Linked DNA regions of Mus musculus: region 1 is linked to region 2. Evidence: chromatin contacts called from public Hi-C data. All regions are on one chromosome and are shown on one strand. The core of a region is the stretch at or near the end of the contact, and the rest is flanking DNA. Distances in the headings are between cores, read along the strand shown.

Region 1 (4,267 bases), core at 1,362-3,861, 120 kb before region 2:
CAGGGGGGTTGCTGACAGCATTGTCTGCCACATGGGTGTACATAGGAGTCAGGGCAGTCAAGTGGGGGAGTTTTGAGGGCACAGACCAAGGTTCAGGTCTTGCTCGGCCCCTGAGAAATCTCGGTCCCTTTTATCTGTGTGTTCTTGACTTAAGAAATGGGAATAAACAAAACATTTACATGAAGTCATACGTATGCCTGGCACACGGGACTGCTATTGTGGTTGTTGCAAATATTTTCCACACCATCATTTCAGCACAGAAATATCAAGGGATACTCTTGTCTCCTGCAGACACATGAACCTGCGATCCTGAAAACTACTCCTTCCTCTACAGTGGCGAGTTAGAACAGAAAAGATAACAGGGGAATCCAAGGGGCAGGGATTTTCAGCTTAACAGATTCTTTCCCTGTAGGGACACGTGGTTCGGAGAAAGAAATGAGGCAGTATTTAGTGATTCTTCTTGGGGAGGCCTGGACAAACCCTTCTCTCAGAATCTTGAAACCAAAGCTGCCAGGCTAGCTGGCTCCTGCAGCCGAGGGTCTTGTCTGGCAGGCTGTAGTTTGGCTCCTGGATTCTGGTGGACTTGTCTCCACAGGCAAAGGTAGTTTGTTTCATTCTGCATGAGGCTGAGAACTTTTTTTCCCACTCTCTTCTGAGCTTGTATAATATAATTGATGGGAAAATGCAAGGAGTTAGGATGGTTTGCACGGTGGGGAGCGAGCTGAGGGAAGGAGTAGCAATGGTTTCTATTAATCTGAGTCTCAGATTTACGATACAGTGGAAGATGACCAAATGTTCCCCCGTTTTTTTATTGAAGGCATAAACCACAAAACTGGAGTCTCGCGCAAGGGATTTAAGCTCCGTAAAGTAAACTCATCCTTGAAATACAGCTCACTAATGCTTTTGAAAGTCTCTGCACACGTAAACCACTGTGCTGGAGGGAGGACACACAGACATTGACCCTTAAAATCTAACAACAGTCATCCTGATCCGCATAGATTCGCCCACAGCACCCTTAGATTTTTGGCATAGCATCAAGTGAAGAACACGTGGTCAGAGTGGCTGAGCATGTTATGCCGAGGCAACAAAGCCACCCAAAATGTTGACCCCCTTATCAGCCGGGTCTACTGCTTACTCTTCTATGAATCAAAGGTAGACTGGGTTCTGTGAATGCTCACACAGGCCTCCATTGGCTAACTGCTGGGTGGGTGGGGGGGCATAGTCAATGAGTCACACTCGGGTTATTGAAGGTTCTTGTTCACAGTTGCTTATCTGTATACCACACTGGCCATATCAAGTTACCAGGGCACAAAAGTAAAATCTACATAGGCCTGGACAAAAGAGCATGAGACTCTTTGCTGCCAGGTGACTGACTTTCTGGGGTCACTTAGGACTTCTGACCAATCCGAGGTAAGTTTGGTGGCACACACCTGCCATCCCAGCACCCGAGACAATAGGATCACCTTGAGCTCGAGGACACCCTGGGCCACAAAGTGAATTTTGGGCTATGCAGGGCCACAGAAAGGTATAGCATCCAAAACACACACACACATACACACACACACACACACACACACACACACACACACACACAGACCAGCTAAAGAAGCAAAGTGAAACAAAACAAAACCCTAGTAATCTATCAAGTGTAAGATTTGTCCCCGCAAAGTGGCTTGTGACTGTACCACTGTAATCTTACTCTTCAGGACAGATGGCCCTTGGAAGCCTGATGCAAACTGTCAACTCTCTTATCCTTTCTCCATCCGGAATAGCATACTTGACAGTTTCTGTAGGCACATTTGCTCATCTAAGTCCACGTGCTAGAAACAAAAAGACAAAACAAAGGCAAACCTCTGGTCCTAAGGAATGGGAACTAGTCCTATAACACATGGGCTTATGGGACTGGGGAGGGCAGAGCTGCACTCCATAGCAACAGGAATGGAAGCCGTCAGACAGAAAGAGCTTCTGAAGACGCACCAGCCAGCCAGTCTGTGGCTACTGAGCATCACTATCCAAGGCAGTCCTGGGTGCAAGTGAGTCTGTCCCTTCTTCGGCCAGTAGTTCTGGAACTCCCATCGCCTCTTCTTACCTGGGTTCTTGCCTGGCCACTGGCTAGCCTCAGGCACTTTTTTGTAGATTCTGGTTTTGACTGATCTACATTACCCACATTTTAGAGCTCAGGACTCACCACTCTTCCATTCCCTGTGATGTGCTCTCTCTACCCTAAATCCTACTGTTGTTTGTATATCACTCACTTCTGTAGCTAGATAGGATCCAGCCCCCTTAACCATAGCTTTGTCGGAAAAGTGTCGTTTTTCCATTTCATTTACGAGAAAAATTGAGAATCAAAGAGACGGTACTGCCTTGGAGGCCATACATTGGTCATTAAAAACAAACCTGGACTCACACCGAAGTACGCTGGATGGAGCCTTTACATTATGGGACTAAAGATATGAAACCAACTGGGAGAACCCTCGCGGCTCCAGAGTGGAAGGGCTTTCACTGACGTTGCTTTAGCGACCAGCCGGCACCAACTTGCTTCTGGGTGGGACATCCCAGCTTCAAACGGGGCAGCGCGTTCTTTGGGTCACGAGAGGCCCCGCCCTCTCCAAGGCCCCGCCTCTCCCCAGCGAAAGCCAGTCACAGCCTGTCCTCAGCTTCCACTTCCCGTCCGATCCTGGGCACTAAAGGTCAGTCTAGCCGGGTGGCCGTGGGGAATCTATCTTGGAACTGTTCCTGGCCTGGGCTTAGAGTTGACAGAGGCCACTGACTCGGGCCCTGAGTTTGATCCAGTACCAGCTGCAGGCTGAGACCAACCCTGGAAGCACAGGGCCAGGACGCTGGGGAGCGGTTGCCTGGCAACAGTACAGCTGTCCCCGCCCTCCCTCCATGGAGTTGTGTAGTACCGAAGGGTGGGGCTCGGGTGTGGGTCCTCCACCCCACCGCCGCTCTGCTCCTTTCCAGGGAGCCTTGGCTCTGCGTTCCTGCTGACCCTTCTGGCTTGGGTGTACTGTTCCAGAAAGACTGGCTTTCTCCGTCCATGAAGCGCCTGGTTCAGGCCAGCCTGTAGCTCTGCACGAGTTAATTCCCTCCTCCACCCCCCACCTCACCCCCACCCCCACCCCCGATGTGAATCTCATTCCTAGGGAGTGTTAGCTGTTTGAGCCATATGCCAAGGCTGTTTTCTAGATAAAAGAAGCCTGACTAATCACGCATCCACGTTCAGGGTGCTACAGTCAGACCCGTGGTGTCCTCTGGGTTCGCATTATGATTTCCATAACGTAGACGGAGAAACTGGGACTCACGGGCTAATTGTGCATGTCAAAGTTTTAGTTCGCAGTTGTCTGACTGCACTACCAAGCCGCCTGTCTGCAAGCTGGAACCACAGTATAGTGTATTTAAAATATGCATACCTAGGGGGCGCTCCCAAACGAGCTGCGGCTCGCTGTGGGCCAAGGCTGGGGAAGTTTATCCTTCTGGTGATCTTTAGGTTGTGTGGATACGCCTTTGGGTACCTCCGAGGTTATCATGTAGTCTTCACATTCAAAATCAAGTGTAATAAAGCTAATGTACTTGGTAGAGTACTGAAAAGCAGACGCTGGTGCACTGTGGCACCTCCTCTTCATCCTCAGAAACAGGGCGGAGGCAACGGTTTTAATGGAGTGTGGACATGTTCATGAAGGTAGTCTTCTCCCTACTTATCCTGTGCTTTGCCTGGCCCAAGCTTCCGACTAGGCACACCTGTCATGGCCAAAGTTGGAAGACCACACTCGTCCCCCAGCCCTGGCAATAAGTCGGCTCCTCTCCCAGCTTCCTTTGCCATCAGGTCCCTAAATCACAGTGGTTGGTGGTTAGCTTTGGAGGAATTATTGTAGAGCATTTCCCCCCAGCAGAGGCAGGGCTGGCAGCTCTCCGGAAGTGTGGCCACAAATAATAACTGTCCCTTGGCCTTAAACAGCAGTCAGAGGGAAATGGCTCACCCTGCTGTTATTCACGACATTTACAAACACTTAGTCTTAGACAGATAATAAGCCCGATGGTTCTGTTTAGTGTTTTATATTATTAATTTCATAATTTATACTGCCTCCCTTAGAGATTTGTGTCTGCGATGGCTGATGATCAAGAGAGAGACTTGCAGAGATTTCTGGAAAATGTGGATGAAATAAGTAAGTCGCATTAAGTCACAGGCTGAGTTCTGCCTTGGAGCGGTGAAGTGGGTGAAGAAAAACGAAGTTAGCTCCCTGGCTTGTTTGACAGGTTTATGACT
Region 2 (3,792 bases), core at 358-2,857:
CACAGGTTATTTCTTGTATTCCTTTATAAAGCCAGCTTTGTCATCTCACAGGCTTCCCAGCTAATGAATTATGCAAATCTTTAGCACGTACATGTTTGAGAAATAGGTTTTTAACCTTTTGAGAAGTATTACTCTAACAGTTTACGTGACTCAAAAGATAAATACCTGTGAAAGATTCAGCTGGGCTGGATTAGAAGGCAGAAGAAGTCTGATATCTCCCTTTTTCTCCTCTTGCCTGGACCCTGCAGCCCAGCACACTGGACTTGTGTCAGCTTCCATCAACACCCTGAGGGCCACAGGAGGGCCTGCCCATGTATGTGGGAGAGAGACTCTCTCTGGTCTCAGGCTGCACAACCATACAATGAGAAAGGCCAGCATTGTCAGCACAGCCTGGGGCCAGTGGCTTCTTTAAGCACTGGCAGTTAGAAAACAAACACAAGGAAAGAGAGCAGCCACCCAGCTCCCCCCACCCCATTAGATGGGACCTATTCCTTTGCTCTCCACACTTGAGAGTGGGGGTAGGGCCATAGGTAAGTCTCTCTCTCTCTCCCTCTCTCTCTCTGTGTGTGTGTGTCTGTCTGTCTGTGTCTGTGTCTGTGTCTGTGTCTGTGTCTGTGTCTGTGTAAGTGTGTGTGTGTGTGTGTGTGTGTGTGTGTGTGTCCAAATGGAAAGGTGAGAGATAGCACCCAACTGAACAAGCTCCCCAGAGTACAAATGTCCACACATCTTCAAGCTTCCTTGGTTGCCTGATTGTCTGTGCTTTCTTCCAGATCTTGTCGTCTAGAATACTGCAGGCCACCCTGGGTTTTGCTGGTTATTTGGTCAGGAATTAGGTCTTGGTGCCACCTTGGCTCTGCATTTTGTTAAGTATATATGGTTTAGATTAGTCACTTAATCACAATCTCTCTCTCTCTCTCTCTCTCTCTCTCCTCTCTTTCCCTCCTTCCCTCCCTCTCTTCCTTCCACCTTCCCTCCTTACATCCCTCCCTCCCTCCCTCCCCTAAAGCCCCAGTTGTATCAAATGAGAATAGCAGCTGCCCCCTTACATGAAGGAACAATGAACAGCAGGCTTGCATCTCAGCTCTCCACGTACAATGTCAACAACCAAGGGTTGAGGGGTGCCTACTTAGCTGCTGCTGCTCATTTCAGCCCTTGTGCGAAGAAGGAAAGGTACTGAGAACAGTGCTGACACCAATGGGGATATATAAAGATGGCGTCATTATAAAGTTTACCTGCAGTACAGCGAGATGCGTGCTGAGTGGTTCTATCAATGCCTGCAATACTGAATGTACTGCAAAAGTGCTGATTCCTTTAACTGCAAAGTCCTTGAAGCAGTGGGGGTTGCACCCACCGAGAACTATTCAGGGCTACCTATTTTCTTCTACTATCCTGCTACAGATTTATAAATTTTGCCTCTTCGGGTATATCTATTGAATATTTTTTTTAAATGCCAGCAAGTGTGAATACCAAAATAAATGAGACAGAGTCTGGTCTTCAGGAAGAACACAGCTCAAGGGAGAAACAGAGATGGCGTGATTAACACAACACAAGATGAGAGGACTAACTGGAGGTCATCAGACCAGGCAGGGATCCTCAAAGGCAGAGCTGGGTCACGTGACTTGCAGACTCTTTGCCACGCCCCACCCCCTTATGCTCTGCCGCTGGATCACAGCTTTGTACTTAACAGAAGGTCAGCATATATTTGTTGAGCAAACATGGAGTTGGGTGACCTTTCTTGGCATGCAGGTCACACAAAGTCCCTCAGCTATGGCAGAGAAACAGCTTCTCTCATCCCAAGCACCTAGAAAGGCATTTTTGCAGGTGTGGGTGTGGCATGCTAACTAGGGATCGAATTGCTCTCCCCAGCCAGGTGTCTGGCAGGCAGTTTGCTACAGTTTGCTAGCAGCTGCACTTAGGATGTTTGTACAACATCGAGAGTGCCAAGTGCCAAACATGATAGTGTTACCTTTTTTTTTCTTGGTGGGTTGGCTGTTAAAACACCTCCCACTGATACTATTTCACAGATGTGGCAATGAAATCTCAGAGTCGTTCAGGAGCTCAGTCCACCCAGAACCCCATCTTTTCTCTCGGTCCGCCCTTTGACCCCCAGTGGCTTGATGAGGAGTCAGCTCACCACCTGTACCTTGTGCTGCTGAAAGGAAAAGAAGAGAAGATCTACATCTATCCAGATTCCCATAAAGCTTCAGGGCTCTCCTAACCTAGGCCAAGGTCCCTGGCAACCCCGCGGTATCTGTCTCTTTTATTGTCTACTAGGAGGCTACCTGTTCAGAACCATCAGAAAGGATGAGAAGATATTTAAGCCTCACTGATCAGGACAGGTGTATAAACATCTGCTCACTCAGTTACTGCCAGTGGGAGAACAAGTATTGGCAAGGATGTGGAGCAACCAGAACCTTGCAAACCTCCTAAGACAACTGTGAAATGGTGTGGCTTATATCATGAACAGCAAGGGGTTCTTTGAAAAAAAAAAAAGACAACTAGAATTGTAAGCGCTAGCAATTCCGTTTCTGGTGAGAGATCCAAAAGAATTGAAGGAACAATGCACTCACACAATGTCAGGAGCCAAAGTGACCCAGTGAGAGACGACAAAGAAGATGTGGGCTATCCATAAGATAGACTATTACACATCTTTTTAAAGGAAAGACTACCTAATCAGATAGAGCTATCAGAGTAAACGTAACACCCCCAGCTATTATTTGCTGACTTTGAACAAAAGGGGTTTGTTTTGTACACAGAACAGGCTCTTTAGCAAGTGGTGTTGAAGAGAATTGACTGTGCACCAGCAGAGCAATTGTGCATTTAAGACACTTACATCACCCTTTACTTAGCATTCTACCCAAAACAGATTAAAATTTAACCCTAAGACCTAAAACTGTAAATCCACTTAAAAAAAACAAGACCACTACAAGATATGAACTGGGCAGTGAGACCCCACTTTCATGAGACCCCAGAAAACAGGTGGCAAAAGCAAACCTAGGCACACGGAATCACATGACGCTGAAAGCTTCTGCAGAGTAAAGGAAGTGGTTGGAAGAGTGAACGGGCAGCTTGAACTTTGTGAAGGAATACTTGCAAATCCTTTATCAGCCAAGGAGTTCACACTCCGAACACGAGAAATCCACACTCTTCAGAAACAGGAAAACAAGACAGCATTTAAAACTGGTGAAGGTGGTGCTCAGTGGTGAGGAGTGTTTGCTATTCTTGCAGAGGACTGAAGTTCAGGTCCCAGCACTCACACTGGGCAGCTAACAAACTCTTGCCATTCCAGTCCCAGGGGATCTGATGCCCTCCTCTGGCCCCCACAGGCAGCTGCACACATATGCAGGCACATGTATACACAGATTTATAAACAGAGATGGCCCGAGTCAATACATCCCAAAGGAAGGCATGCAAAACTCAGAAAGAAATGGAAAAGGTTTGATCAAGCCATGGTCTCTCATGCTTGCCATCAGCCCTTAAGAAGAAGCTAAGGCAGGAGGATTGCCACAAGTTCAAGGAGTCTCAGCTGTATAGTTGGTTCAGACAAGCTTAGTCTATGAAGTGAGACCCTCTGCCCAAAACTAAACCAAAAACAATCATGAAGAAGTTAAAACTCAGGATGGTGGCTATTGTCAAACACTGTGGACGGTAACGGGTTGAAGGGACAGAGAAGGGAGAGACTTTTGTATGTTGAAGGGAATGTGGTATTGTACAGCCATTTTAGAAAAAAAAAAAAGGAAAAAGGTGATTTGAAGAAATTCAAGTAGGGCCAGCAAGATAGCCTAGGAGGTA

What was found. Hi-C and Micro-C count contacts between places; a contact is called where the count stands out from the background.
Region 1: a Hi-C map of embryonic stem cells shows a contact between it and region 2, with 4 times the contacts expected there. The contact joins the promoter of Ttc12 here to the enhancer-like site in region 2. A contact is called at or near these places in 8 of 39 promoter capture datasets (the 3T3-L1 cell line, cranial neural crest, embryonic stem cells and 3 more), 2 of 15 datasets of contacts at CTCF or cohesin (both in embryonic stem cells), 14 of 484 Hi-C or Micro-C datasets (differentiating embryonic stem cells, embryonic stem cells, liver and 1 more), 16 of 115 datasets of contacts at active chromatin or transcription factors (differentiating embryonic stem cells, embryonic forebrain, embryonic stem cells and 2 more) and 2 of 9 other capture datasets (embryonic stem cells and pancreatic islet).

The regions. Positions count from the first base shown.
Region 1 is chr9:49,484,569-49,488,835 of GRCm38.p6, reverse strand. Ttc12 (tetratricopeptide repeat domain 12) reads left to right here and starts at 2,611. Exons shown (of 22, transcript NM_172770.3): 1 at 2,611-2,690; 2 at 4,094-4,166. The coding sequence starts at 4,109.
Region 2 is chr9:49,363,891-49,367,682 of GRCm38.p6, reverse strand. The region is part of intron 1 of Drd2 (dopamine receptor D2); the gene reads right to left. Among named protein-coding and RNA genes, the nearest start is that of Drd2, 25 kb to the right of the region's middle. Within about 2 kb of position 1,607, at least 27 of the 459 cell types and tissues checked have an H3K27ac peak or open chromatin away from gene starts, as enhancers often do. A contact at or near this core is called in differentiating embryonic stem cells and embryonic stem cells, where this site is marked.